Linked DNA regions of Mus musculus: region 1 is linked to region 2. Evidence: chromatin contacts called from public ChIA-PET data. All regions are on one chromosome and are shown on one strand. The core of a region is the stretch at or near the end of the contact, and the rest is flanking DNA. Distances in the headings are between cores, read along the strand shown. Region 1 has its middle 19 kb from the start of Adipor2. Region 2 overlaps Cacna2d4 (calcium channel, voltage-dependent, alpha 2/delta subunit 4).

Evidence for each region. ChIA-PET counts read pairs in DNA pulled down with a chosen protein or histone mark.
Region 1: a contact with region 2 is called in an RNA polymerase II ChIA-PET map of memory CD8 T cells, with 84 read pairs. The contact joins two enhancer-like sites. A contact is called at or near these places in 1 of 39 promoter capture datasets (stem cell-derived epiblast-like cells), 1 of 484 Hi-C or Micro-C datasets (the G1E-ER4 cell line), 6 of 115 datasets of contacts at active chromatin or transcription factors (the 230-238 cell line, the HPC-7 cell line, embryonic stem cells and 2 more) and 3 of 9 other capture datasets (adipose tissue, liver and pancreatic islet).

What each region holds. Positions count from the first base shown.
Region 1 is chr6:119,404,018-119,411,425 of GRCm38.p6, forward strand. It overlaps a transcript of Adipor2 not described here. Among named protein-coding and RNA genes, the nearest start is that of Adipor2, 19 kb to the left of the region's middle. Within about 2 kb of position 4,129, at least 91 of the 459 cell types and tissues checked have an H3K27ac peak or open chromatin away from gene starts, as enhancers often do. A contact at or near this core is called in the 230-238 cell line, the HPC-7 cell line and memory CD8 T cells, where this site is marked.
Region 2 is chr6:119,333,552-119,340,975 of GRCm38.p6, forward strand. Cacna2d4 (calcium channel, voltage-dependent, alpha 2/delta subunit 4) reads left to right here. Exons shown (of 38, transcript NM_001033382.3): 27 at 2,840-2,901; 28 at 4,331-4,375; 29 at 4,564-4,626. Among named protein-coding and RNA genes, the nearest start is that of Lrtm2, 6.5 kb to the left of the region's middle. Within about 2 kb of position 2,805, at least 61 of the 459 cell types and tissues checked have an H3K27ac peak or open chromatin away from gene starts, as enhancers often do. A contact at or near this core is called in the 230-238 cell line, the HPC-7 cell line and memory CD8 T cells, where this site is marked.

The DNA.
Region 1 (7,408 bases), core at 2,879-5,378, 72 kb after region 2:
ATATATATATATATATATATATCCATTATATATATGGAATTTGGCTTACAGGATACTGTTCCAGTGTTCCAGTAATGGCTGTCCCACACTAGAAAGGATGCAGTAGTTGCTCAGTCTATGAGGCTGGCTGTCTCAACAGTCCCAATCCGGTGCTGGGGGACTGGAGGATTCCTGGAGAGCTGTGGTCGTCAGTCTGTGTTGGAATTCCCAAAGAAGTAGTCTCTAATGTCAGTGAAGGAAGGCAGGAGCAGCGGGACAGATGGACTTGCCAGTGAAAGTGAGAGCGACAGGCAAAGTTCCCTTCGTCCACGCCATTTTATCTGGGTCTACCTTCTAGAACATTTTGTCTACCTGCTTCCAATAATGTGATCAGGAAAAACTCCCTCACACGAGTGCCCAGCAGCTTGGGTTTTCGTTGAGTCCAGATGCAGTCAAGTTGACAAACAAGATTAGCCATCACATCCAGGTTCAGATCAAAGGCAGCTGCTGACTCTACAGGCTAATTAGCAGACACTTTATACGAAGCATGTGACTTAGTCAGGGGCATCAGCAAGTCTCTCAGCATTTGCAGTGCTGCTCCACCAGGAAACAGCTCCGCTCTGGAAGATGTGTCAGTCACTTGCCTGTGCATCATCTCCCAGCCGCAGTTTTGTCTGTGATTATGCGTTGGGCATTTCGACAGCTCTGAGACCGCCATCCCTTACCACCTTTCTGAATGACTGCAGTTCAAGTTCCTGGTTGGTCTGTCTGCCATCAGGCTCTCCACCATTCAAACGTGTTCTATGTACAACTGCTAATACGAACTTTTTTTTTTAATCTATTTACTTACTTTGTGTGTATAAATATTTTGTTTGCATTGCACGTATGTGCAGCATGTGTGCCTGTTAGGTCGCTTGTAACTGGGGTTACAGATGTGTGTAAGCTATTATGTGGATGCTGGGCATGTCATATTAGGTACAGATCGGGGAGGGCCTTGGAGTTCAGCTTAAAGGAATTTAGACTTTGAGCGCTTCCAAAGAGGTTTTGAACTTAATATAGGTTAAAAATTAGTGGGGCTGGAGAGATGGCTCAACAGCTGTTGACCATGTTGTGGTCAACAGTACTTGTTGCTCTTGCAAAGGACCTGTGCCTAATATGTCATTCCAAAAATTTATTTTGATTTCAGCATGTACCAAGTGTTATCTTCCAGTCAAACCAACTATCTACCCCTTCTGATAGAGGAGAAATTGGAGCATTTTATGTTCTGAATTGTAAAAGCACATTCATGCTTCATTTTGTAGGAAATCTAAACATGTACATTGGTAGAAACCCAACATGTGCCCTCTGCTAATGGTTTGTTTGTTTCAGGTTTACCTTCAAACGAGGTGTCATCTAGATAGAATGCAAAACTGGGTGCCTTTAGCGTACATGAACCCTCTGCAACCAAACATGATTAGGAAAGAAAAGTGGAATCTCAGAGGCAAGGCCAACTGCCCGGCCAGAGAGAGGAGGCTGAACTCTGGACTGATTTATTGCCCTCGTTCTGATTCCATGTAAAACACGATACGGGGAGATGCTTCGGGGAAGACAGATTTCCCTCCCAGATTGCCAGCTCTCTGAATAAAGTACAGTTTAAAGTTTCAATTCCTGGTTTTTATTTATTGTCAACAGGCATCACAGACTGAATTCCCAGGACATGCTATTCATTTCTCCTTATTCATTCTATTGTTCATCCCTCAGAAACCCTGCCCGGTGGCCCACACTTGTAATTCCAGAGACCGAGGCAAGAAGATCACCAGGAGTCTGAGGCCACCCTAGGCTTCCTAATGAGGTCCAGGCTAGCCTACCCCAAGAGAAAGGGAGAGGGAGAGGGAGGAGGTAGAAAAATGATGAATGAATTGGAGCGGATTGACCAGAAAGTGGGCTATATGAATCCCGAGAGTAGTGCTATCTCTTTCTCACCTGAGCACATTTTATTCATTTGATTGCTGTTCTTTATGTTGAGACTGCGTGCTCTAGGTCAGGCATGAGCTGGTGCGGATGCTATAACATCGCCACGTCAGACAAGGCACAGGGCCTTGCAGAGGCTAGATATTTCAGTGAGTATTTCAGTATAAATTAAAGATTTACAGACTAGCGCTATGATCCAGTCAGGAGAGTGTTTACCGAGTATAGACAAAAGCCCGGTTCCATTTCCAGCACCACATAAAGCAAGCAGAGTAGCACGTACCTGGAACCCTAGCATTCAAGAGGTAGAAGCAGAAGGAACAGAAACTCGGGATCATCCTTGGCTTCCTAGTGAGTTCAGGACAGTAATGATTTGGGCTGACAACACAGCTTAGTGGGTAGGAACACTTGGCTGCACAAGCATAAGGACCCGAGTTCAAATCCCCAGCACCCATGAAGAAAATCCACATGGTTTTCAGGTACACCTGAAACAACAGTGCTGTGGAGAGGAAACAGGAGGATGAGTTGAGTGAGGCTTGCTGCAGATTCAGTGAGAGCCCTTCTCAAGGAGTTAAGATGGAAAGTGACGGAGAAGGATGCTTGACATCTGCTGGTGTCCACTAAGGCACAGGCAGGCACACCTACCTGCACACGTGCCTTTGCTGGCGTAAATTAACAAACTGATACTAAAAGTCCAATGAGAATGGATAGGGACTGGCCAAAACAGTCTTGAGAAAGTGGGACGGGTGAAGGGCTCACATTTCCCAGTGCTAAAGCTACAAAGACACTTGATCCCCCGCGCACGACACAAACAGCTTGGCTTGGTGGCATACACGCCTGAGATCCCAGCACCCAGGAGGAAGAAGGAGGAAGAGACAGAAGAGCTGAAGTTCAAGGTCATCTTTGGCTACATATGGAGTTTGAGAAAAGTCAGGACTACATGAGACCCTGCCTCAAAAAGCAAGAAGAGTCAATCCCAGCACTCAGAAGGTGGAGACAGGAGGATCTCTGTGAGCTCCAGGAAGAAAAAAGGAGCAAACAGAGGGAGCTGGAGAGGTGCTCAGAACTGTAACTTTAGCCTCTGTAGGCACTGGCATGCATACATGCAGGCAACACATTCATACACAGAGAATAAAAATAATACTTTGAAAAAACCTGAGAGAGGAGATTTATTCAATGTGGCCACACTGGGAAAGGGACTAAACAAAGGGTCTAGTGGACAGACCAAGACCATCTTTAGGCACCGACTTGGGCTCTGGGGACTCTCACAAGAAGGCAAGAGTTGTGCATAATTGTGGTGGCGCATGCCTTTAATCCCAGCACTCAGGAGGCAGAAGCAGGCGGATTTCTGAGTTCAAGGTCAGCCTGGTCTACAAAGTGAGTTCCAGGACAGCCAGGGCTACACAGAGAAACCCTGTCTCGAAAACCAAAACAAACAAACAAAAGAGTTGTGCATAATTAAGCAGCCTTTGTCCAGGTGTGGGCTCCTTGACCCTCGTCTCCGTCAAGTTTTCCAGGAGGGCCCAAAGATGATCATCGCTTGTGTGGATCCAACTGAATTTTTAAATTTTTTTTTTTTTTTTTTTTTGAGACAGGATCTCACTAACTAGTCCTTGCTTTGTAGACTAGGCTGTGCCACCATGACTGACAAAGTGATCAGCACGGGCTATGGAGATGCTCCCGTCCGCCAGATTATATACCTCTGCCATTTTAAAAAACACATCGACAGGGACTCTGACTCCAAGATTTCTGAATCATTTGAGTAAATTACTCAAACTTGAAAAGATTTGGGGTCAGAGTCCGGGTGCGTAGCTAAGCATTGTAGTACATGATTTAATCTCAGTACTCAGAAGCAAAGGAAGAAGAAATTTCTGTAAGTTTAAGGTCAACAGCAAATCCCAGACCAGCCAGGGACAGGCAGTAAAATCCTGGCTCAAAAGAAGGCGGGGGGGGGGGGGGGGCAATAAAAATGTTTCACGAACTCAGTGAATAGAAAGGCTGGAATCCTACAATATCCTCTTTGAGTACACTCCCAGTGACCCTCCCACTCGTCCCCACCTCCTAAAGGTCCCAATATTCCCAATAGAACCACTCTCTAGGGGCAAAGTCTCAGCTAAATACAAGCCTCTGGGAAGACACTCGACATTCAATATTCAACTGTGTACAGTGAGAACAGAAACGGCCTCTGTTACAATCAAGCCCGCAGAAGAGGAAGGGTTGACATAGCTCTGCCATGGTGAAGACTTCCTGCCCCAAAGTAAGGAGTCCAGGGGACCTGAAACGCCCAGGTTCCACCCTCAGCCCCTCCTCACCCCACCCCCACCCCAGAACTCACTGTGCCATTGAGTCCTGCTGCTTCTGCCTCCCAAGTACTGGGATGTTCAGGGTTACATACCCCGTTATTTATGTGATACTGGGTGCTGAACCCAAGGCTAGGCAAACACTCCACAAGAAGTCTACACCTCCACCCCCTTTTTTCAGGTTTTTTTTTTGGGGGGGGTCTCAAACTATAGGCTACACTGACATGAAACTAATGGCAAAATTCCTACCTCGGTGAGTGTCGGGTTTGGGGATTTTAATTCCTTGCCTCACTGGTTAGGTAGAGGCTATTCTAAAACTGCAGTGCTCTCAGAACTGACTACAGCTTCACCAGGTCAAATAGGCAGCTTGCCTTCCTTGAACCTGTAATCTTGACTACCTATAAAGGGGAGTGTGTGTGTGTGTGTGTGTGTGTGTGTGTGTGCGCGCGCGCACGCGAGCACTCACACACTCAAGCCTTTGTCCTAACCCCTGCCGTGCTTTCAGAAAGGAAGAAACCCACTGTCACCACTGGCTGAGTTTTGGTAACCAGGGAGAGCTTGTGATTCTCACCACAAGGAACAAGACCCAGGGAAGGTCTGTGGTTTGTGGGAGGTTGTATCTCAGCAACTGCTTGTGACACACAACCCATTACAGTTTATCTGAAAGGAATAAAATAAAATAACATATACGAACACAGGAAGGAGCCTAGTGGTAGCCTGTTCGTACAGTAGCCTGCCTCTCGCCATTCCTCTTTTCCAAGTTAGTCCCCTGCTTGCCAGTCAGATAAAATACAAGTGAAGTAAAAGGTGTCCTTAGACAAAAACCAAAACAGACTGGATTTTTTTTTTTTTTGAAACTGGAATTACAGATGGTTGTTGGCCACCACTTAAGTACTGGCAACCAAACCTAGGCCTTCTGGAAGAGAAGCCAGTGCTCCTAACTACTGAGCTGTCTCTATAGCCTTAGGTAACTCTTTTTTTTTTTTTTTTTTTTTTTTGAGACAAGGTATTGCTTATGTAGCACTGGCTGGCAAGAATTCCCTTTATAGTATAGACTGGCCTTGACTTTATAGAGATCCAAGTAGCTCTTTCTCCAGAGTGTTGGGATTATAAATGTGGGATACCACACACAGCTAGACTAGGCTCTTTCCTTTCCTTCCCCTTCCTCTTCCTCTTCCTCTTCCCCTTCCTTGCTTGCTTCCTTCCTTCCTCCCTTCCTCCCCCTCTCTTTCTTTTCTTCCTTTCTTTCTCTCCTTTTCTGTTTTTTTTGTTTTTTCAAGACAGAATTTCTCTATGTAGCCCTGGCTGTCCTGGAACTCACCCTGTAGACCAGGCTGGCCTCAAACTCAGACATCAACTTGCCTCTGCCTCTGAGATTAAAGGCCTGAGCCACCACCGACTGGCATTTCTTCCGTGTTTTCCTGAACTTGAACTTTAACAGAGAGCTTTGTGCATGCTAAGTAAGCATACTATCCCTGATCTGTCCCTTATCATTGGGGTGATAGTTCAGTTATCAATGGGGTGATATTTCAATGTTCCCCTTATCTGAGTTCCATAGGTGCTTCTAAGTCAAGCATTAATAGGGTTCATGCTGAGTCCAGAGGTTTCCCATCTCTGGAGCTTATTGGTAGAGATTGAGTAGAGTGACTTAGCCGTGTGACATATTGGCTCACATCCAGACTGTTTCAAAAAGGGAGACTAAAATAAAGGGGCTGATTAGAGCTGGGGCCAATGGGGGTTGGGTCATGGCTCCAGAGAATTTCAAAACCTGTTGTGAGAACAGCAAGAATAATCTGTCTTCCAGATAACAGTTTCCCTCTGCCCCAATTCTGCTCAAGGTTCAAAGGCTAAGCCTTTTCCTGGCACACAGGTCTCCAGACAGGCTCTTTCACAAGGTCAAAATGCAATGAAACTCCAGCCTCCCATGCTTTAACTCTGGGTGAGAAGATGTGGGTGAAGGTTTCTCATGGTATTTTTCAAGTATTTGGGATTGGTTGGTTAGTTGGCTGGCTTGAGATGGGGGGTCTTGCTATGTAACCCAGGCTAGCCTTAAGGTCTCTACCCTCCTGCTTCAGCCTCCAGAGTATCAGGATTGCAGTCACCCACCCTAGCTGGCCTAGGCTAATTTTCCATAATGTGATTGAGTTCCTTCCTCCTCAGCCTCCAGATGGCAAATGCAGTACTCTGTCCCTTTATTGATAGCCTCTAGATTCCTTTAAGATTATTTGCTGTCAAAATTTTGTGAACTTGACACAAACCTACACAGAGGGAAGTGGGAACCCCATTGAGGAATTACTTCCATTGGCTTGGGCATGTCTATGGGGCATTTTTCTCAATTGTCAGTTGATGTGGGTGAGCCAAGCCCACTGTGGGCAGCACCATCCCTAGGCAAGTAGGCCAGGCCCATATAGGAAAAGTAGCTGAGCAAGTCAGTAAACAGCATTCCTCCATGGTCTCTGCTCCAGATTCTGCTCCTGGTTCCTACCGTGAGTTACTGCCTTGGCTCCTTCAGTGAAGGACTGCAGTCTGTAAATCAAATAAGTCCACCCCTCCCCTACTTTGGCTTTGGCCAGTGTTTAATCACGGTAATGAAAAGCAAACTAGGACATTCTAGCTCTGCTGTGAGGAATTTTTAGCATTTATACCTTTTTGTACACCTAAGAGAACTATCTATAAGATAATTTTCCTTATTTGTTTTAAACTCGTTTATGTAAGGGTATGCTTGTATATATGTATTGACACACAAGGCCGGAGGACCACCGTTTTTGAGACAGAGTATCTCTATACAGCCCGGCTGTCCTAGAACTCTCTATGTAAATCCACCTGCCTCAGCTATGATTAAAGGCATGAACTCCCCAGGCTCAGCTATAAGAGCACCTTTGAGAGTTGACCTTCAAATCAAGGTCATAAGCCTGTAGCAAGCACCTTTACCCATGAGCCATGGGTTTGCCAGCCCCTGGTTGGTTTGTGGTTGTTATGTCTTTGAGACAGAATCTTGCTATTTGGTAAATGCTAGCCTCAATCTTTCAGACCCCCTCCCCTGCCCCGCCTTGTCTCCTAAATGAGAGGAGAATGTAGGCACGAAGCCATACCTAGTTTCTTATAAAACTTTTCGACCTTTTAGAAAATTCCCCACTGGAGCCAGGGTTCTCAATGTCATAGAAAGCAAATGGAGAAAATAA
Region 2 (7,424 bases), core at 1,555-4,054:
TCTGTGAACCCCACTCCATGCAGTGAGACATCAGCCACATAAACAAATCTCCTCACTTAGAAAACAAAACAGCAGTGAGAGAAAGGGGGAGGGGTGAGGGGGAGGGATGGGGGAAAGGGGAGAGAGGAAGGGAGAGGAGGTGAGGAAGAGAGAGAGGAAGAGACAGAGCAAGGGAGAAAGGGAGAGAGAACAAATAATGAGGGAGGGGGAAGGGAGGAGAGGAAGAGAGAGAAGGAGAAAGCAAATAAGGGAGAGAGGGAGGGAGACGGAGGGGTGGGGAAGAGGTTAAGAGGGAGGGAGAGAGGGGAAGAAAGAAGGAGAGGGAAAAAAGGGAGAGAGAGAGAGACAGAGAGACAGAGAGACAGAGAGACAGAGAGCCTGCAAATGATGATGGAGAAGGCTGCTTTATCTGGGGAGATCAAGGCAGTCTGCCACATGCTGAGACTTGAGTTGGTTTTAGAGAGTTGAGATCTGATTATGCCAGCCAGCCGTGCTGAGGTCTAGAGTAAGAGCATTCCAGAAAGACACATCTGACGTGATGCCCTGAAGTAGAATGAACTGACCTGTTTGAGGAAGACAGTGATTCAGGCTGAAGTCAAAGGCATCAGCAAGGCTGCCTCGTGCATGGGTTTGCAGGGATCTAAATTCTGCTCTAAATGGGAAGGTTGGGTGGGGGTCAAGTGAAGGAGTGGTGGGGTCTGGCCTTCTGAGAGATCTTCTGAGAGATCTTCTGAGAGATCTCATATGGAGAATGGATCAAAGAAAGGCCAGAGGAGGGAACTGGAACCCTAAAAGCACATTGCAAGAGAAGGTTGGCTTGGTGGTCGCAGCAGAAATAAGCAGTATGTGTGTGTGTGTGTGTGTGTGTGTGTGTGTGTGTGTGTGTGTTTTCAGTGTGTACTTATTTTGTTATGGCGTCCTGGAACCAAGGTCTTCAGAACAGAGGTGAACCAAGAGAAATGACCACCATGGAAGGAATGAGTCTTGAAAGGCAGACAGTACAAGGAGAGGTAGAGGGTGGGCTGTAATATACCGAATTCTGCAGTGGGTAGACAGTTGACCTTGTACGTAGGAGCTGGGGCTGGAACTGCCGAGAGTCTGCCCTTCACCCAGCCCTGAAGCCTGACTCTCACTCAGGTAGAAGCAAACCCTACCTTCTCCAGACTTCCCTATTAGAGTCACTGGCACCTTCTCCATCTTGGAAATTGCATGGTTCCATGGGCCCCACCCTGAGCCACTGAAGAAAGAGGAGAGTTCCATTCTGGAGATTCTCTGGGACCCTTTGACTACTAGAGCCCAGGATGAAGTCATAAGCTCCCTTCCATCCCAAGGGGTCGACTGCCCTCAACATCAGCACCGCTGCCCTCTGCTTGTGCTGGGAAGCAGGAAGGGTTTCTGCAGGTGAAGGAAGTCTGTGTGGTGAGCACCCAGGGCAGTCCTCAGTGAGAAAGGGAGAAGGGCAGAACGGGGGGCTCCTGCACCCTCAGGGGACAAGTGAGAGCTGAGTGCCACCACACTTGCTGGGACAGAGCATTTGCCCACTGGGGATGGCATGTCCATGGCTTCTCCTCAGGGATCTACCTGCCCACCAACCCCTTTCAGCCACCGGGACCAGCTAGCCTGGCTGCCCCTATCACAGAGGCTCCCCATACCCACCTCAGAAATCGAGTGACTTTAGAATGTCTTAGGCAGGTGGCATAGTGATGAAGAAGCCAATCCTGTGCTCAGTGCGTATCAGAGACCTGCCCACGTGCTGCAGACCATTTTGCCTGCCAGGCCTCCCACCCAGACATGGAGGGAAGAACTCAGAGCTATGCCTTATGGGCTCAGGGCTCCAGACTGAAGCTAGGTTTGTTACTTCTTGGCTGGCAACTTAGCCGAGCCATAGAACCTCTACTCGGCTTCTGTTCCCTCAGCCCATGAAGTCTAAATGAGGCTAGCGCCAGTCTGTGAAGAATTAAACACCCTCCTGCCTGTAAAGGTGCCTGACTCACCCGGAGCACCCAGAATGGCTTTAATATTATTCTAGACACTAAGAAGTTGGCCTACTTTGTAGATCTTCTATTCAGCATAGCTCTGCCTTTCCTTTCTATCCTTTGGCCCCATGTTCTCCTGTCGTTCTTTGTCCCAGATTTCTCTTAGTATGTGAGTGCCCCCTTGGGTTCTCCAGACCTATTTGGGAATCAAAGAGGCAGATGGTTCCTGTGATGGGAGACATCACAGGAGAAGCATCTGTGCTCTGATGGCCTCCCTGGTCTCCAGGAAATGGCCTGGCAAACTCGGGTGGTCTGCCTATGCCTGGGCTTCAGCGGCTCAGCTTTCTCCCTGCGTGTGAACATGGACTGGACTTACAGAGGACGTTACACCAGGGCTGAAACCCACGAGGCCCATGAGTTGCCAGACTCACAAAGGCCTTCATTCCAGACTCAGTTTGCCACCTTTGGTCCCATGATCATGCAGAAACAATGCTCTCCCCTGCTCCTTTTGTCAACTGGGTCAAAGGGAAGAAAGCACAGAGCTTTGAGCTCCCGGGGACCGAAGAGGAAGCCATTCTCCTGGATCTCTGGCCTTAGAGCCTGTCCTTTCTCTGGCATCTCTTGGTACTGCTTTTCGCACTGGGAGAATCCACTGCCCTGGTGCGAAAAGCTCCCAGAGGCCCTAGATGCCCCTCACCAGAGACTCAGCCTTCGCTGTCCCCACCTGCCCGTGCTTCTCCCCAGCTCAGCCGCTGTGATAAGCTTCCTCTCTTCAAGTGGGTGCTGTTATTTTCTTCTCTCACTGTCTCCACCCTCCCCAAACATTCATCTGGCCCTGCCTTCCTCCTTCCTGTTTCCTGCAGCTGTGGGCATCCAGATGCAAGCAGACTACCTCCAGCGCCAGTTCTGGGCAGCCATGCAGCAGGTAGGGTAACTGGGGACCCAGAAGCGGGGAGAGGACTCAACAAGCCATCCATTGGGAAGGACTGTCCCCACAGCCTGGCCTATCAGTGCCACAGGAGACACCCCTGTTCTCTTTCTGCCTTTTCTGACCTTCCTGGAACCCTGCGTATTGGGCCTCTTCCCCCTCCCACTCCAGTGTCTTGTCCCTGATCAGACCCAAGACAACAGGGCCATTGCTGTTGCCCCCAAACCACCCTAGCCTTGTCTGCTAGAGAGTAAGGCAGAGTTTCGCTTGGCACTGCTCTCCATGGCCTAGGACTCACTTGTTGTCCAGGCTCCTGGGAACTTTCCCTTGCTCTGTCATCTGTATACACACACACACACACACACACACACACACACACACACACACAGACACACAGAGACACACACAGAGAGACACACATACACACAGACAGACACACACACAGAGACACACACAGACACACACATACACACACACACACAGAGACACACACACACAGACACACAGACACACAGAGACACACACACACAGAGACACACATACACACAGACAGACACATACACACACACACAGACACACAGACACACAGAGATGCACACACAGACACACAGAGACACACACACAGACACACACACACAGACACACAGAGACACACACACAGAGACACACATACACACAGACAGACACATACACACACACACACACAGAGACACACACAGACACACAGAGACACACACACATACACACACACCCCAGGAGGCTTCACTGTCCTCCTAGCCAGAGTTCTCCTCACAGCGAGAAGCTCCCTCTGTCCTTCACTCCCGACTGCCAGGTCCCTTGCCTTGGGCACAGGCAGTTGCATAGTAAGGGTAGAAGTGTGTAGGGATGAAGGGGGATGGTGAGAACCCATCTTATGAAAGCCCCAGGGCTGTGCTGGTGGCCCATGTTTGTCCCCAGAAGAGCACAGCCTGCTGCTCCGTACCCTGTTGCTGAGACACACCCACACATTATGTACACGTGCCTGGTCCACAAGGCAGGCCCTCATCTACTGCATCTACCACAGGCAGATTCTCCACATACAACAGGCACTCCCCAAATGTACCACAAGGGATATATGTACAGACACACTTACCACAGACAGGCCCTCCACATACATGACAGTCCGCATGCATCCATGTACAAGACACCTTCATGTCCATAGCACACTGCACATATACAGATATGCACCTGCACACAGAACATACGTACCGCATATATACCACACATCAAACGTGCTCAGACACTCCACATACACACCACTCATAAGCCTACCTGTAACACATACACGTTGTATACATATAGACGCATACCTCACACTTGACACTACATACAGGCACACTTACCAGGCAGGTGCACACCGTTCACAGATGTCCCTTCTTCCTTCCAGTGCAACGCTGTAGAGGGGCCGTGCCTGAAGAGCTGCGAGGACACTGTAAGTTCTTCCCAGAGCACAGGTTCAGTGTCCTGTGTTGCTCTGTGGACTACTTCTTCCTCAAAGGCCCCCTTCCTGACCCTGACTGCAGGGTTCAGCCCTCCTCGGCTGCTAGAGTGAGCAGGAGGGTTGGAGCCAGCGATAACCCTGGCTATGACCTCCTGTCCTGGCCTCTCCCCCCACCCCAGGATCTCGACTGCTTCGTCATAGACAACAATGGCTTCGTCCTGATCTCAGAGAGACCCCAAGAGGTGAGTGAAAGAAGAGGGCAGGAGGAAGTTGAGACCTTAGCAGCTAAGGTCAAACAAGCAAAAGGCCGGGGACCTTCCTTCCACTATAACGGTGCAAATCTGGGTAGAAGTTGCTTCCCTAATCCAAGAAGACAAAGCAAGATTCCAAACAAGGAGCACCATTCAAATGCAAAACTGTCACCGACCTCTCTGAGAAGTGCCTAAAGGAAGTGCCCTGTACTCAATAAGATCACTGCTCTGAGAGAGCCTGGATGCACTGCCACCATGTGCCCTGTCCCCGCCACCCCCCCCCCACCACCACCACCACACACACACACACATACAACCCTCAGGGCCTTTTGAGCCCTAAATCCTCCTGCTGCCTGCATCTTGCCTCCTCTATCCATCCTCCCACGCCATGTTAAACTTCATGGTATCCAGGGGAACTGTCTCCATCTCTGTGCTGATCTCCTGCTGTTTGATTCTAGCCACCAAGCCAGGGCACCAAGCCATAGGCTAACGAGGGCACAGGGACCATCCTTGCTTCACAGGGCAGCCTGCCTTCCCTCCACCCACCTACTCAGGCAAAAGAGGAAGCCACGATGGTAATTTTATATCTGCTCAGCCACAGATCAGACCCTAAAATTAGCCAGGGATTATACTTTAAAAGGAGCCTGTTCAGTCTCAAGCTAAACCTGAGCATATCCACCTGAACCAGCCCTGTGGCCCAAGCCCGCGGCTCCCCACCATCTCCAACAGGAAGGTGTATGCTCGGTTCAGCAAGCAGCCTCCAAGGTCTGTGCCTCAGTTTCTTCCTCCTGAAAGCCAGAGGCTGGGCCCCTTGGTGTCAGGGCTCAACCTCAAGCTAGAGGCCCCAGGTGCCTGGGTATTGGCAGAGTTGCAGGATCAGAGCTGACACTGATCAGGGTCATGGCCAGGGTGGTCTCTGTCCCCCCAAAGCCATACTGTAGCCCCATGTACGTGGGGCTGAGCGTCCATGGAAACTGTCAGAACATGACAGGAAGTAGAGCTAGGGCATCGAGACACTGGGCACAGATGGAAAGTAGAGAGAAGGGGACCAAAGGATTGTGGAGCTGGTACCCCAGGGACAGTTCTCTCCCTCTCCCCCCTCTCCTTGTTTGTTTTGGTCTGGGGTGGGGCATGGTGAGTCAGGGTTTCTCTGTGTAGTCCTGGCTGTCCTAGAACTCACTCTGTAGACCAGGCCACCTGCCTCTGGCTCTCAAGAGCAGGAATTAAAGGCCGCCACTGGCCAGGCAGGACAGTTCTTAAGTAGTGTGCAGCAAGAGCTGAGAACAGAAAGCTGCTTTTGCTGTTTTTCCCTACTGGAAAAGCCTGGGTTGTCAATCAGGGCAGTGCCAGAACTCTGGCCAATCATTAGCCCTGGTGCCTGAGTTAGGCCTCCTTCCTTTTCCCACTTTACCCAGCCACTGGCCTTCTCCACGCAGAGATGGTCCATTTTGCCAGAAAACAGATGAAAACAAAACTTGACTCTGTGGCTGAGGAGGCCCAAGGACAACAGGGTGTCTTGGTCACTCAAACCCTAGTCCCACTGCCCTATGACTATGACTGGCTGTGGTCTCCTGTTGGGTCCAAAGGCTGCCATGAACCTAAGGAGTATCGAGGGTAGCAGTTTGATCAGGCAAGGTAAGATTATAGCCAGGCCCAAGAGTGTGCCATGTGCCAGAACATGGGCCTGTAGGGCCCATCGAGGAGCAGAGAGCCTTTGGGGGCCTCCGCCTTGTGAATTGGCAGCCGCTGATGGCGACTGAGCAAGAACTGAGGCACGGGACGCGTGAGCAGCCGAGCGAGCGGGCACTGTTTGAACAGGATCTGCTGTGGATACTGAACCATCTCATGTAATGTTCATGAGCTTGAAATATTAATGGCCTTTTGATTTTTTTCCCCAACCATTTGAAAGCAAAAGGGCCATTCTCTGATCAAGAACCCACATAAGTCCCCAAAAGGCCAAATGTGGCTCTCAGCCTTAGCTTGCCAAACTTTGCTCCCCAGCCCTGTACACCTAAGACAAGCAGCAAAGGTAGGGTCACCTCAGGCAAGGAGACCCCAGGTTCCTTGAACAACACATTGAGTTGCTTTGTCCCCGTTCTACCTAGAGCATTCCCGCTGGGATGCTCATGAATTATAATCCCAGGGCATTGCAGAATCTGTCCGTTTGTTCTGAGATTTATACTAGATGTAACATACATTTTCACTCTCTATTTTAAGTAGTTAGCTTATGCATCTTCATTTTCTCAAGTGTTGTGTTATCTTATGTTTCTCATAGGCTTATAGGCTAATCCAAATCCTTTATGAAGAGTATAAATGAAACTAGCTTCTAGAGGCTTCTACCAGCTCCAAGACATGCCCCCTCAACACACACAAACACACATACACACACAACCCTCCAATGAACAACCATGTGCAGGGCTTGTGTGGTGCTATGGGGTAGAGACATGTCTCTGCAGGGATCTTGTTATCTGGGGATAGTTGGTGAACTCAAACCAGTTTTGTCTAGGGGACAGAGGGAGGGTACAAGTACCTATGGCCTAGTGGCCACCCTGAGTCTTTCAATACCCTGTGTAAGTTGCTCTGTCAGGACTCAAAATAGTTCACTGGTTCTGAGTCACTTTGTTGGGTCTCATAGACTTGCAGCCAGTCCTGCAAGTCTCTGGAAGTTAAGGATAAGGAGTACCGACCCCCGGGTTAGCTCTAGGCTTTGCGTCAAGCCTGGAGCTGCAGCTCCTTGGCAGGGCTCGGTATCCTTCTCCTCATCTGCACTTGTCTGGGATAAGCTGTAA